Regions from separate parts of the Mus musculus genome. Here region 2 is linked to region 1. A link is a contact called in public Hi-C data. All regions are on one chromosome and are shown on one strand. The core of a region is the stretch at or near the end of the contact, and the rest is flanking DNA. Distances in the headings are between cores, read along the strand shown.

The links. Hi-C and Micro-C count contacts between places; a contact is called where the count stands out from the background.
Region 2: a contact with region 1 is called in a Hi-C map of the N1E-115 cell line, with 1.6 times the contacts expected there. A contact is called at or near these places in 4 of 484 Hi-C or Micro-C datasets (the N1E-115 cell line, cortical neurons, embryonic stem cells and 1 more), 4 of 130 datasets of targeted methods (the SCID.adh cell line, embryonic forebrain, embryonic stem cells and 1 more) and 3 of 9 other capture datasets (adipose tissue, liver and pancreatic islet).

What each region holds. Positions count from the first base shown.
Region 1 is chr15:73,509,671-73,516,567 of GRCm38.p6, reverse strand. It overlaps Dennd3 (DENN/MADD domain containing 3), which reads right to left and starts at 4,008. Exons shown (of 23, transcript NM_001081066.1): 1 at 3,721-4,008. The coding sequence starts at 3,822.
Region 2 is chr15:73,457,022-73,464,245 of GRCm38.p6, reverse strand. No RefSeq gene overlaps it. Among named protein-coding and RNA genes, the nearest start is that of Ptk2, 37 kb to the right of the region's middle.

The sequences.
Region 1 (6,897 bases), core at 2,759-5,258:
GAAAAGAAAAGAAAAGAAAAGAAAAGAAAAGAAAAGAAAAGAAAAGAAAGGAGAAAAGAAAAGAAACAAGGGAAACCCACAGCAGCCTAACTCACAGGTTACAGATTTATTTCTAAGTCTTCTTACAAAGGAGCAATGCTCCTCCCTGGAGGATTACAGATGTGTTTAATGTTCTGGAACTGTGCTATCCAACACAGTCACAGCAGGAGGCCACTGAAATCTAAAGGAATTAAAACTGTGCTGGATAGATGGCTCCAACAGTTAAGCACACTAGCTGCTCTTCCAGAGGACCCAGGTTCAAATCCCATGACCTGTATGATAACTCATACAACTAATAGCCCCAGTCCAATGTTCTCTTATGTCCTCTGCAAGCCCTGCATGCACATGATGCACATACATGCATACACACATAACATACACATAAAATAAAGAAAAAAAAATAAATGTTTGGTTGGTTGGTTGGTTTTGGGTTTGTTTTGTTTTTTTTTAAACTTTTTTCCATTTTTTTTTTTTTGAGCAAGTTTTCTCTGTGTAGCCCTGGCTGTCCTCGAACTCAGAGATTCACTTGCCACTGCCTCCCAAGTGCTGGGATTAAAGGTGTGTACCACAGCACCTGGCAAAGAAATAAATAAATAATAAATAAAATAAAATGACTGGAGAGATAGCTCAGTGGTTAACAGCACCGACTGCTCTTCCAGAGGTCCTGAGTTCAATTCCAAGCAACCACATGGTGGCTCACAACCATCTATAATGAGAGCTGATGCCCTCTTCTGGTGTGTCTGAAGACAGCCACAGTGTACTCATATACATAACATGAATAAATCTTTAAAGAGAATTCATTTTTAAAGATTAATTAATTAATTAATTAATTGTAAAATCCAATGTTCCCCAACACACGAGCCATTCTTCCAGGGTTCGGTGGCCATGTTTGGCTAGTGAGTACAGTATTGGACGGTACTAATGGAGAACACTGTCACGGTCCAGGAAGTTTTGTTGGTATTGTTGCCCACAGAACAGAAGGCCAGTTCACTGGTATGGTTCCGAAGGCAGTGTGAGCACCGCCACCCACTCTTGGATGAGTTCACAGCATCCAGCAACCAAAACAGGGATCCAGCCTCAGCCAAGGGGAAACCAAAACTAACCGCACTGAATCACAGGGGGACTTGGTCAACTCTGAAGTACCTGTCAGGATTTCCAACAAATGACTGGTCCTCCCCACCCCACCCCCACCCCCACCTATGAAATACCACAGAGATAAGGCACCTTCTAAGAAATAAACAGGGCTCTACATCTCTTGACCTTAAGCTGGACTATTTCTTCTCATACTTCCAGCCTTCTGTTTTTATGTGTCACCAAATAGGAATATTCAGACCACAGAGAAATGGTAACTATTTTTTGAGACAGGGTCTCGTGTAGCCCAGGCTGGCTTCTGAAATCACTTTGCCACCAAGGCCGTCCTGGGCTCCTTTCTTTCTTTTTTTTTTTTTTTTTTTTTTTTTGGTTTTTTGAGACAGGGTTTCTCTGTATAGCCCTGGCTGTCCTGGAACTCACTCTGTAGACCAGGCTGGCCTCGAACTCAGAAATCCGCCTGCCTCTGCCTCCCAAGTGCTGGGATTAAAGGCGTGTGCCACCACACCCGGCTCTCTGGGCTCCTTTCTTACCTTCCCGATTCTACTTTGCAAGTACAGGTATTATAGATTTGTGCCACCATAAAGTTTTGTTTGCTTGCTTGTTTGTTTTGCTTTGTTTCTGAAGACAGGATCTCACTCTGTAGCCCAGGTTGACCTATCTAGAACTCACTCTATAACCTCGGCTGCATTCAAACTCACAGTGGTCCTCCTGCCTCAGGCTCTCGAGGATTGGAACTACAGGAGCAAGCCACCACACTCAGTAAAATGCCTTTTTTAAAGTAAAATTAAAAATTATTGCCACCTTTATTGGCGCACGCCTTTATTCCCAGCAACTGGGAGGCAGAAGCAGGTGGATTTCTGAGTTCGAGGCCAGCCTGGTCTACAAAGTGAGTTCCAGGACAGCCAGGGCTATACAGAAAAACCCTGTCTCCAAAAAAACAAAACAACAACAACAACAACAACAACAAATTTTAAAACCTTGGACATTCAAAAGAGAATTACTACAAAAAATAAAGTGAATAAAATCTGACTAACTCTAACAGTGATGTTGACATAAAATGAAATTATTCTAAAGTTTTAGTCCATCTCTAACTCTCCTTTCCCCCCTAATCCTGGACTGTTTTTTTTTTCTCCCCTCTCTTTGAAATTCCTAGCAGAGCACACAATGAGGCAAACTAGCCTGAAACTCCCCCCTCTCACCTGGGAGGTGCCACCGACTGCCTAATTCGGGAAAGTACCACTCTGAATCCCCCAGTTGACTAAGCCGGTTCTCAAAAATCATGCCTCACACCCAACAGGCAAGAACCATACTGCAAGACCCAGGGCACAAAGACACGGACAGATGCCCAGAGAGACCACAGTGAAACCAGGCCATTTCCGATTCTAAGAAGAAAAAAAAAAAAAAAAGGCAGTGCTGTTTGGTAAGTTAGAGGCACAAAGACAATGGAGGACACACTGGCATTTATAAGGGACATCAGAGAAGTGACAAATCATTTTCATAGGGACAAGGGCCATTTACTGGTCACATTCACTTAGGGAAGAAACTATCTAGGCTTTTTATTTTAATTTTTTTAGATTTATTTATTATCATATGTAAGTTCACTGTAGCTGTCTTTAGACACACGGAAGAGAGCAACATATCTCATTATGGATGATTGTTAGCCACCATGTGGTTGCTGGGATTTGAACTCAGGACCTTAGAAAGAGCAGTCAGTGCTCTTACCCGGGGAGCCACCTCACCAGCCCAAACTATCTAGGCTTTAACACTCATTCGGCTACTTTTACTGACGGTTAACTTTTCTTGTTTTGTCTCCACTACTCATCACATCGATATGCAACACTCAGATGATCTCTCCAGACACTTAACGGGATACTAGGGAAATCGCTGAGAAAATGGCAGTTCCCAATTATGCCGGGTTCAAAAGAAAAATTGAAGCACCAATGGATTGGGAGAAAACAACCTGGGTTCCAGAATAAAAAAACGAAAGAAAACACAGCGCAGAAATCAGGAGTATGAGATGTTCAGACGCCGCTGCTGTCTTTCCAGAGACAGGGAGCTGAATCTATCTTTGGTTCCTAGGCACAGACGGAGAGAAGGGAGGGACTGCACAGCAAGTGAAGAAAATGGCTATGCAGCAAGCTCGACTAAAAGTGGAATATTCAAAGCTGGTGGTTGACTCTAACACCTGAAACCTCACTATTCGGCACGGAGTACAGAACCCATCACTTAGGCAGTGAAGGGAACCATTTAGTCGCTACTGGGAGAGGATCTTGTCTAGTTGCCCGTGAACTCAGCAGATCCCCGCTGGGCCAGCACCTCGCCCCACATCCTGAGTGTGGAGGAACGCTTCAGTGCACAGAAGCCGGTCTGTACCACCACAAGCACCAAGTCCAAGCCGGCCGGTCCCGGAGGGAGGAAAGGCCAGCCGCCAGTTGCCCTATGAGCTGTGCTCATCCCTCACAGCTGGGACCTGACCCTGAGGCTTTGGCGCCGCAGCGGTGCGTAGCCTCTGAAGCCAGCCACACTCAAACCTGGCTGGCACCTCTCTGTCTCCCCCACCCCAACTCAGTTTCCCCTCTAACCCCTTACCTGCTCCAGGCCGCGGAGGCTGTCTTGAGAGGCGCCCAGCAGCGCGCACAACTCCAGCAGCCCCGAGGGCAGCGACAGGTGTCGCGCCGCGGGCTCCGCCATGACCTTCCCGCCACCCGCCTAGCACACTGCGCTCCGAGCCCTCGATTGTCGGGCCGGGGTGACGCGACTCAGAGGGCGCCGGCGCCCACAACCCAGACCCCAGCGGAGCACCCCTGCCCAAGCCTCCCCGCCTCTCTTGGGCTGGTTGCCAGCCAGCCGCGTCCGCGGAATGGGCGGGGCCTACGAGCAAATAGGAGGGGCGTGGCCTGTGTGTGTGTGTGGGGGGGGGGGGGGTCCGGTGTGGACGGGACCTAGGAGGCGGGGCCTGGATAGCGTGAACGAGCCTGGTCTGTGATTTGGCAGGGGCAGGACTTCTATGGAGGCGTGTCTGGCCGGACCTGCGTGGGTGTGGCCTCTTCGGGGTGGGAAGAAGGGGGTGCGGGCGGACTCTGCCGCCACACAAGCTCAGTCATTTCCTAAGCCCCTCTGCGGGTTTGGCCCCTCCTCCTGTCCCCCGGAATACGGAAGGAATGGGCGGCATCCCCAGGTGACCAGCCACGTCATCCAGCCCCGGAGGCTCTTCTCCAGAGGTCCACGCCCGCCCTCCCCCCCCCCCCAACAAGTAAGGGACAAAGGCCTGGTCTCCTGCCACCTCCAGGAAGCTCTCTTGTGCCAGGACGGGAAGTAGACCCTGTGGGTACCTGGAAGAACCGTCGGGAAGGGAGTGTGAAGATCCACTCCTGATGAGTAGCTTCACGGTTGACTGCAGGCCTCTGCAAGAACCTCGGTTAAATTTAGCATGAAATGGGCAAGGTGGAAGACCAATGAACTTTTCCAGGAATTATATATTATATATTAAAAAACAAAAACACTGAAGGAATGATCACTAGTAGCGTCAAATATTTGTCAAAACATCAGCCTAGAGTGACTAAACAAGTCTTGGGAGCAAAACCTGGGTAGGCTGGCTGGGGTAGGGGTGGGGAGCAGGACTCAGAAGCAGCCTAGCCAGCCTGTAGGCTGCCTGACCTCTGCAGCCCTCATCCCTTGTCCAGGAACCCAAAGGACGTGTTAATGTCACTGATATTAAAGTTTTATACCTGCTTATCTGACTCTTGCATTAGCTCATCTGAGATGGCCTCAGCTAGGCACAGACCTGAGCGGAGCAAGCCTCATAGGGATCCATCACAGACCGTGGGCCACTCTGTAAGCAATCAGAATCTTAATCAAAATCTACTGTGTCAACTATGTGTGTATATGGGCAGACCTAGCATCTATTGGCCTCTACTTCCTGTTTGTGGAATGTCCTGTGGAATGGAGGCCAGGACATTCAGTTGGCAGGGACCCTGTAAGGCTCAGGGTAGAGCAGATCTTATATCTGCTCTGTTCCTGACTGAGGTGGAAAGTCCACAGCCAGGCTCCAGAGTTCATCTTCTGTAAGCCTCCCTGTGCCAGAAAGTCCAGCCACATAATCTCCCAGGCTTCCTGGTTCTGTGCTTTTTAAATTAAATCCCCATAGGACTAGTGGTTTGCTTCTGTAATTGTAACAATTTGAAAGTGGGCAGAGGATCATAAAGGAATTTCAGGCCAGTACAGGCTACACAGCAGAAATAGATAAATAAAAGTCCCCATGACCCATGCTGCAGGTACTTTCCAAGTAAGTACCCACAAGAAACCTACCATGGGCCTAGGGTTTGTGGTCAAGCATGTACTTGCTTAGCATGTACCAGAGCCACAAGAGTCCTCTTCTGTTCCCAGGTACCTCAGAACATGCAGATTATGGAACTATACTGTGCACAAACAGATCTGGAAATGGCCTAGAAGTGGCATTAAGAAACTCCAATCACAGCTAGGTGGCAACGGTGCACACACCCTGTACTGGCTGGTTTTGTGTCAACTTGACACAGGCTGGAGTTATCACAGAGAAAGGAGCTTCAGTTGAGGAAATGCCTCCATGAGATCCAGCTGTAAGGCGTTTTCTCAATTAGTGATCAAGGGGGAAAGGCCCCTTGTGGGTGGGACCATCTCTGGGCTGGTAGTGTTGGGTTCTATAAGAAAGCAGGCTGAGCAAGCCAGGGGAAGCAAGCCAGTAAAGAACATCCCTCCATGGCTTCTGCATCAGCTCCTGCTTCCTGACCTGCTTGAGTTCCAGTCCTGACTTCCTTGGTGATAAGCAGCAGTATGGAAGTGTAAGCCGAATAAACCCTTTCCTCCCCAACTTGCTTCTTGGTCATGATGTTTGTGCAGGAATAGAAACTCTGACTAAGACACACCCTTAATCCAGCATTTGGGAGGCAGAGGCAGAGGCAGGTGAATCTCTGACTTTGAGGCCAGCCTGGTTCACAGATCAAGTTCCAGAATACTCAAAGCTACACAGAGAAACCCTGTCTCAGAAACAAAACAAAACAACAACCCTCCAATCACAACCAGACATGATAGCACACACTTTAACCCAGTATTTGGGAGGCAAAGGCAGGCAGATCTTTGAGTTTGAGGTCATTTTGGTCTAAATACTGAGTTCCAGGCTAGCCAATGCTGCCTAGTAAGAGCTTACCTCAAAAAAGAGAAAGAAGTTAGCCAATTATTCAAACAAAAACTTATGTGTCAAAAGATACTAGCAAGAGAGTACAAAAGACACTCAGACTGAGAGAAACACTGTAGTCTTTCTGAAGCAGCACAGGGTAGCTGTTGACCTAAGAGCCCTGCAGCCCAGGCCAGCAGAAAAGCCGGAATCCCAGCACAATTACCTGCTTAAAACCTCTCTCCTTTCCCAGCTGCAAACCTGAAACTTTCTAAGAATCTCACCAGAAACTGAGTTGACAGGAATGGAGTCCCACCGAGTGGCCGTGCAACCCTTGGTGGTCTTTGTCAGACTGTGATTCCACCTAACCCATGCACTGAGCCATCACATTACATTACTCATTGGAGGGAAGAGGAGGGGGGAAGGGGGCTCTTAGCTTTTGACGTGTAACTTGAGAGCCACCAAAATGGTCTCTATAACAAACACTAAGAGAAACTATGACTCTCTTGAGCCTGGATCTACACTAGGTATGTCTTGCTTTTCCATCTTTCTTTGAGGCCACACCCATGATCACAAGTGTGTCTTTTCTTCCTGAGCATCTCTCTCTCTCTCTCTTT
Region 2 (7,224 bases), core at 1,681-4,180, 51 kb after region 1:
TTTGCCTCCCAAGTGCTGGGATTAAAGGCATGCGCCACCAACGCCCGGCCATGATAACCTTCTGAAACAAAGGTATGGTTGTTGTTTCCTGGAACAGGCAGTACTGAACCACTAGTAGTTAAGGTTACAGGTGGGGCAACAGCCCAATCCTTGAAAAACAAAGATTTAATCATAAACGGGAATGAACCTAATTTGTCTTTACTATAAAATGACTTTCAGTTGGTAAATGCTGGTGCACATCTTTAATCCCAGCACCCACAGAGGCAAAGGCAGGCGGATCTCTTGAGTTTGAGGCCACTCTAGTCTACAGAGCAAGTTCCAGAACAGCAAAGGCTACACAGGAAAACCTTGTAACAAAAACAAAACAAGGAGCTGGTGAGATGGCTCAGTGGGTAAGGGCACTGACTGCTCTTCCAGAGGTCCTGAGTTCAATTCCCAGCAACCACATGGTGGCTCACAACCATCTGTAATTGGATCCAATGCCTTCTTCTGGTGTGTCTGAAACAGTGACAGTGTACTCATATACAATAAATAAATCTTTAAAAAAAAAAAAGTTCCCAACAAGCCAGGCGTGGTGGCGCACGCCTTTAATCCCAGCACTGGGGAGGCAGAGGCAGGTGGATTTCTGAGTTCGAGGCCAGCCTGGTCTACAGAGTGAGTTCCAGGACAGCCAGGGCTACACAGAGAAACCAAAAAAAAAAAAAAAAAAAAAAAGTTCCCAACAGATTCAGAGAGTCTCCACATGGACATCTGCTGCCCCTGCTGGAGCAACGCACAGAAGAAGAACAGGAAGTTGATAGGATCTCATTGCAGCCACCAGGTGGAACAAGTCCTATGAGCCTGGACACAGTGCCTGGCTGAGGAAGGAGCCAGAGGCAAGGAGAGCAGGGTTCAGGAATATGGTAGAAACAAAGTAGAGATCTACAAGGTCTGAGGTGGTGGCAGGATCGGTGCAGAGCACACACAGCTCACTGAGCCCACTAGTTCTGCACCCCAACTGTACCCTCAGTACCCCCAAAGGCAAATTATAGGAACCACTGGAACCCCAACCCCTACTGAGGTTCCAGGAAGGAAGTACTGCCCAGTGGAGTGTCACCTCCCACCTGGAGTCCCTTGGCTGGAGTAATAGTTAGCTTTTGTTATTGTTGTTTTGTTTTTTAAAAGTGTGGGGATAAATGCCTTTAGTCCTAGCACTAAGAATTTAAGGCCAGAGTTGATAGAGTTCTGGGACAGCCAGGGTGGCATAGTAAGATCCTGTCTCAGGAAAATAAAAAAATAAAAAAATAAAATGTGTGCACGAGAGAGGGGGGGAGTGAGAGAGACAGACACAGACAGAGAGAAACACACAGAGAGAAACAGAGAGTGAGAGCTCGCATGCGCATGCACACATCACACACACACACACACACACACACACACACACACACACACACACACACACTCATCAGATGCCGTAGACCTGGAGTCACAGGTGTTTGTGAGCTGCCTATTGTGGGTGTGGGGATCTAAACTCTGGTCCTTTGAGAGAGCAGCAAGCACTCTTAACTGCTAAAAGATCTCTCCATCTCTCCAGCCCTGATGGTTGAAAGGATTACATAAATCACATTTGTCTCCATGTAAGGACCGGGCCTGATTTCGAAAAGGAGGCCATAAGGCATCAACTCTAAGAACAGCCAGGAACTAGACCATGAGGCCCCAGCTCCAGGAACAGACCATAAAATCCAGGGATGAGTCATAAAACCCCCTCCCAAAGAACAGCCTGGGGATAACCACAGAAATGGGAAAATATCTTATCTCAGAATGGGCTATCTGTGCTGCGCAGCCCTATCTCACCCTATGATTAAATGTTCATGATATAAAAATGCAGACCACTGACCGCCTGTGACACCCTAGCACCCACCAATGAAATTTTAAATTACCCAGTCCTTCTAGAAAATTCACTTTAAGAAGGCCTGTGAGTCTTGTCTAGGGTCGCCTAGAGGATGGTTGGAAGATGGTTGGCCTCTGCATGCTGGTTGTTTCTGTAGAATAAACACTCTTTGTCTTTGCATACTGAGTCTTCCTTCAACAATTTCCAGACACCCTTACAGGTTAGTTCCAACTGTCAACTTGATACAACCTCGAATCACCTATAAAGAGACTCTCAGAGAGCAGTTATGAAAGTCAGGTTGGCTTGGGGGTTGGGGTGGTGTCTTGATTGCCTTAACTACTGTGGAAAGTCCCAAACCACATTTTCAAGGCACCAGCTTCTGCTCTGTAGCCCTGGGCTATATAAGAGTAGACAAAGCTAGCTGAGTACCAAACATGCAGGGTTAATTTCTCCCTGCTTTTTGCTGTGGTGTGGCAGGACACTTCCTGCTGCTGCTGCTGCAACTGCAGTTTCTCCTCTCTGAGAGACTATATAACCTACAATTCAGACTCGGAGGACCCTGTCTCCATGAGTTGCCTTTTGTTTGCATGTTTTGTCTGAAGACAGAAAATAAATTGGAAGCCAGACTGTGGTGGCATACACCTTTAATCCCGGTGCTTGGGAGGCAGAGGCAGGTGCATCTCTGTGAGTTCAAGGCCAGCCTGATTTAGAGAGTAGGTTCCAGGACAGCCACACCCATACAGAGAAACCCTGTCTGGAGTGAGGTTACAGGAACTAAAGTAGGGCACCGGCACCTGGAGTCTCCTAGTTCCTGTAGGTTTGTAGTTTAGAACCAGCAGCCATCCCTAGGAAAGCTGCCGGGGGATGGGCAGGGGTAGGGGAAGAGGCCAGATTGATGGTGGCATCTCTTAAAGGCAGTGTGAGCATAGTGGGCTCACCTTTCCCTTATCTGTTCCTGAGCGGGGCCTGTACTTTATCTGCATGACAAAGGCCAGGCAGGGGTAAGAGCCACAGCTGGGATGGCCTTCTGTCCTAGACTCTAGGTTTTGGCTAGAGGCCCAGGACAGCAGCCATAAACTGGCTCAGTTGTCAGACTCGGCTCAGATCTTGTGTTCTGCGTGTGTGCATGCACTTTGCCAAGTTCGCCTCCGTCCTTCTGAGGGGCTCTGCTTCTCCAGTGGAGTCCTTGCTCTTATAGTGTTCTCTTACCACAGAAGAGCCGCATCCCAACTCGCAGACCTGGTTGGAGTCCGGTGGAGTCAGACATCACTCCTACATGCATTGTGTGCACACAGACGAGAGCTATGAGATCAAAAGGAGTTGGAAGGAGGCCAGCTTGTGCCACGCTTTCTCTCCCACTGGTTGATCCTCATTGAATGGCTGATGACCCTACCTGAGGTACTAAACATGATCACATATTTCAAGAGGAAGAGACCAAGATTCTAAAAAGCAATGATCTGCCTGAGGCCTCGGGAATAAGGAGCAGAACGGAGATTTGAACCTAACTAAGCCATTCTGATTCCGAATCCTCCCTCTGCTCCCGTCCCCCTTCTGTCTCCACACCAACCAGGAGCATTCTTTCTAAATCCCCTTCCAGGACTTCCAGACTCTGTCTCTGAGGGCACAGCCACTGGAGGTGTCTGGTGCTTGGGGAATATCTCCACAGGTAGCTCACACTGAACCAGCTCCAATGTGGCTATTGTGTTTCCTGATGGGGTAGCCTCCAGAAGCCTGGGATAGAGCAACAAGACCCAGCCAGGTTGTCCTGTGAGTCTGTGCTGTGAGGATGGCCAGCAAAAACGTACTTCTAGTCCTGGGTTCCTCTTTTATTATGTCTTTGGCAGTGCTGGGAACTGGAGCCAGACAACTCCTTCACTGTGAGATGGCTCCCCCAATTTCCTTTTCTGAAACAAAGGTTCATGACCCTCATGGGACTGAGGCCCTGGGCACCAGGCAGAGCACGGGCAGAACCTGAGAGAAAGTCATTCTCTTCCAGGCTTTTGCATGGACTCATCTGACACTTCCTGCCTTATCCAGTTTGGAACCAGCTCACCAGGAACTTTCCATGCCCAAAGGCCTGCATCAGCTGCCAATTAGAGGGCCAGGTAATTACCCTGCAATTCCAGAACCTGGCCAACTGCTAATGTGCTAAGCCTGCTTAGGCAGAAAGGGAAGCTATGTTCTCACACAGAATCAAGGGCCTGAGGGCTAGCCTGGAGTAGTGGTTCTTCAAGGTGAAGGGCCTGGGGGTCAGCCTGGTTGTCAAACTAATGAGTGCTTGCTGAATTCTTTGCCTTACAAAAACATCCAATATGTAAAGCAGATAAGAGCTGAACTGCTTCCATTGAAGCTGGGGTCTAAGGGGACCCAGAAATAGGACCAGAACCCTATTTACTCCATAGTTGTACATACTAGAGAGACAGGTGGGGTGAGTAGCAAAATGGAGGGAGCTTAGGCAGCTGGCAAGGGTTTCTGCAGTGGAGGAACTGAGTGCTAGGGCAAGGCCCTTAGGGCAGTGCTGGCCAGCAAGACTGGTTGACTCATCTCTCACAGCAAGATGTCAGTGTGTACAAACACCAGGACACCTCCTTACGAAAGTTCTGATGACTTCATCCTGCCCATGTCTCGAGCTTTCTTTCTTGGACTTAAAAGGATATTTTGGGGGAAACTTTCATATAGAAGAAGTACTAAGACTGGAGAAATGACTCAGTAGGTAAGAGAACTTGCTGCTCTTGCAGAGGCTCTGAGTTTTGACCCCAGTAACAACGGGCAGCTCACAACTGAATGACACATAAACTCACACAGACATAAATTAAAAATAAACAGGTAAACAAACCTTTTTTAAGAAAGAAAGAAACAAAGAAAGAAAAAAGAGAGAGAGAGAAAGAAAGAAGGAAAGAAAGAAAGAAAGAAAGAAAGAAAGAAAGAAAGAAAGAAAGAAAGAGAGAAAGAAATATCTTATGGTAATCCAGCCTTCCCATTACTGATCTTTTCTTTCCCCCTTGTTACACTCACATAAGGTGCCGGCTATGGTGGCAAATGCCTTTAATTCCAGCACTCAGAGATCAGGCAGGCAGATCTCTGAGTTCGAGGCCAGCCTGGTTTACAAAGTGAGTCCAGGATATCCAGGACTCTTACACAGAGAAACCCTGGGTTTTGTTTGTTTGGTTGGTTGTTTTGTTTTGTTTTTTGATTTTTTTTTTTTTTTGAGACAGGGTTTCTCTGTGTAGCCCTGGCTGTCCTGGAACTCACTCTGTAGACCAGGCTGGTCTTGAACTCAGAAATCCACCTGCCTCTGCCTCCTGAGTGCTGGGATTAAAGGTGTGTGCCACCACGCCCGGCTTCTTCTGGGGTTTTTATTACAATTTTTTTTTATTATTCCTGAGAATTTCATGTGTGTACAAGGAAACATGACCATACCCACTCCTTATTCCCCTCCTCTGAGTCTCCGTGCATCTTTCCTAACATGTCCCCTTCCCAACTTCATGACTCTTCTGGCTTGTCCAGGTATTTTCACCACCTGTTTCTCTATGTGTTTGCAGAACACACAGCCTGTTTCCCAATAAAGCTGTTTCCTCCCTTCCTTCCTCCGTTCTTCCCTCCTTCCCTTCCTCCCTTCCTTTCTTTCTTTCCTTTTTTTTTTTTTTCTGAGACAGGGTTTCTCTGTGCGGCCCTGGCTGTTCTGGAACTTGCTCTGTAGACCAGGCTGGCCTCAAACCCAGGGACCTGCCTCCTGAGAGCTGGGATTAAAGGCAAATGCCACCACTTTTTTAGACAGGGTCTCAGTATGGAATTCTAGCTGGCCTAGAACTTACTACATAGACCAGACTGGACTCAGATTTACAGACGTCCGTCTGTTCTATTCTGCTCCTAAGTGCTGGAGTCGAAAGCATGCACCAGCACACCCAGCTTACTCACTGGTGGGATTCAGGCTGGGTTTCTACTTCCTTTGGGGTTTTCATTGCATTTTGATTTCTTTAGCATGAACAAGTATCATTTACATTTTAAAAATTACCACATTTATTTTATCTGCATATGCGTGTGGGTACATTCTTCAGGCACACATATGGCAGTCAGAGGACAACTTGCAGGAACCAGTTCTCTTCTCACCATGTTGTCCTGGGATTCTAACTCAGATTGTCAGTGAATGAAAAAAAGAAATACAGAAAGGAAAGGACCTGACTGCCCCTAGGTAGGGCAGAGGAGTTTTTGTTTTTTTTCTTTTTTTGGTTTTTCTGAGACAGGGTTTCTCTGTGTAGCCCTGGCTGTCCTGGAACTCACTCTGTAGACCAGGCTGGCCTCGAACTCAGAAATCTGCCTGCCCGACTCAAAACCACTGTTTAAAAGTCAAAGTGAAGCCTTCTTTGTAGGGTAGACTTCTACCCATCCTGAAACGGTATCTATAAAAATAGCAAGCCGGGCGTGGTGGCGCACGCCTTTAATCCCAGCACTCGGGAGGCAGAGGCAGGCAGATTTCTGAGTTCGAGGCCAGCCTGGTCTACAAAGTGAGTTCCAGGACAGCCAGGGCTACACAGAGAAACCCTGTCTCGAAAAACAAAACAAAACAAGACCAAAAAAAAAAAAAAAAACCAAAAAAAAAAAAAAAACAAAAAAACATGACTTTGAGCTGGATGTGATGACCCACTCCTGTGTTCGAGCCAGCCTGGACTACCCAGTGAGACTATGTCTCAAAGATGGAAATCAAAATAGCTGGGCTTAGTGGCAGCACGGCTATAGTCTCAGCCCTTGGGAACTGGAGGCAGGTGGTTCTCAGTTGGAGGCCTGTCTGAGCTTCATAGAGAGACCCTGACTGGATAAGTAAATGAGGTAATTAACCAAACCGCCAGGAGGAGTGGGAACATGGCTGGAAGTCCACCTCTGGAGGTAGACACTGAAGAGCAGGGACTCAAGGTCATCCTGGGATACCTGGGGCCCTATGTCAGACACACACTCAAATAAACGTAATTAATTTTGTCTTTAATTCTAAAAAGACAAAAAAAAACTATCTTGCTGTTCAAAGAAAAGGATAAAGAAATCATGGAGAGTGTGAGACCAAGGCAGCTGACAGGACAGCTTGGCAGTGAATTATTCATTCAACAAATATTTCCTCAACAGCATGATGACAGCTTCCAATGGAAACTGTCATTTTATAACTTTGGGTTTTGCGTACTACTCCTGGAAACTTTTTTTTTTTGGTTCTTCCCCTGCAATTGTTAGATCTTGTCACTAGGTGGCAGTAGGTATAGCGGTATAGCCATGCTGTGGAGCATGCGAGTTTTGTTTTATTAATACTTAGTCAAGCCACCCATTGCAAATTTGTAAGTGCTCATTGATGATGATGGTGGTGGTGATGA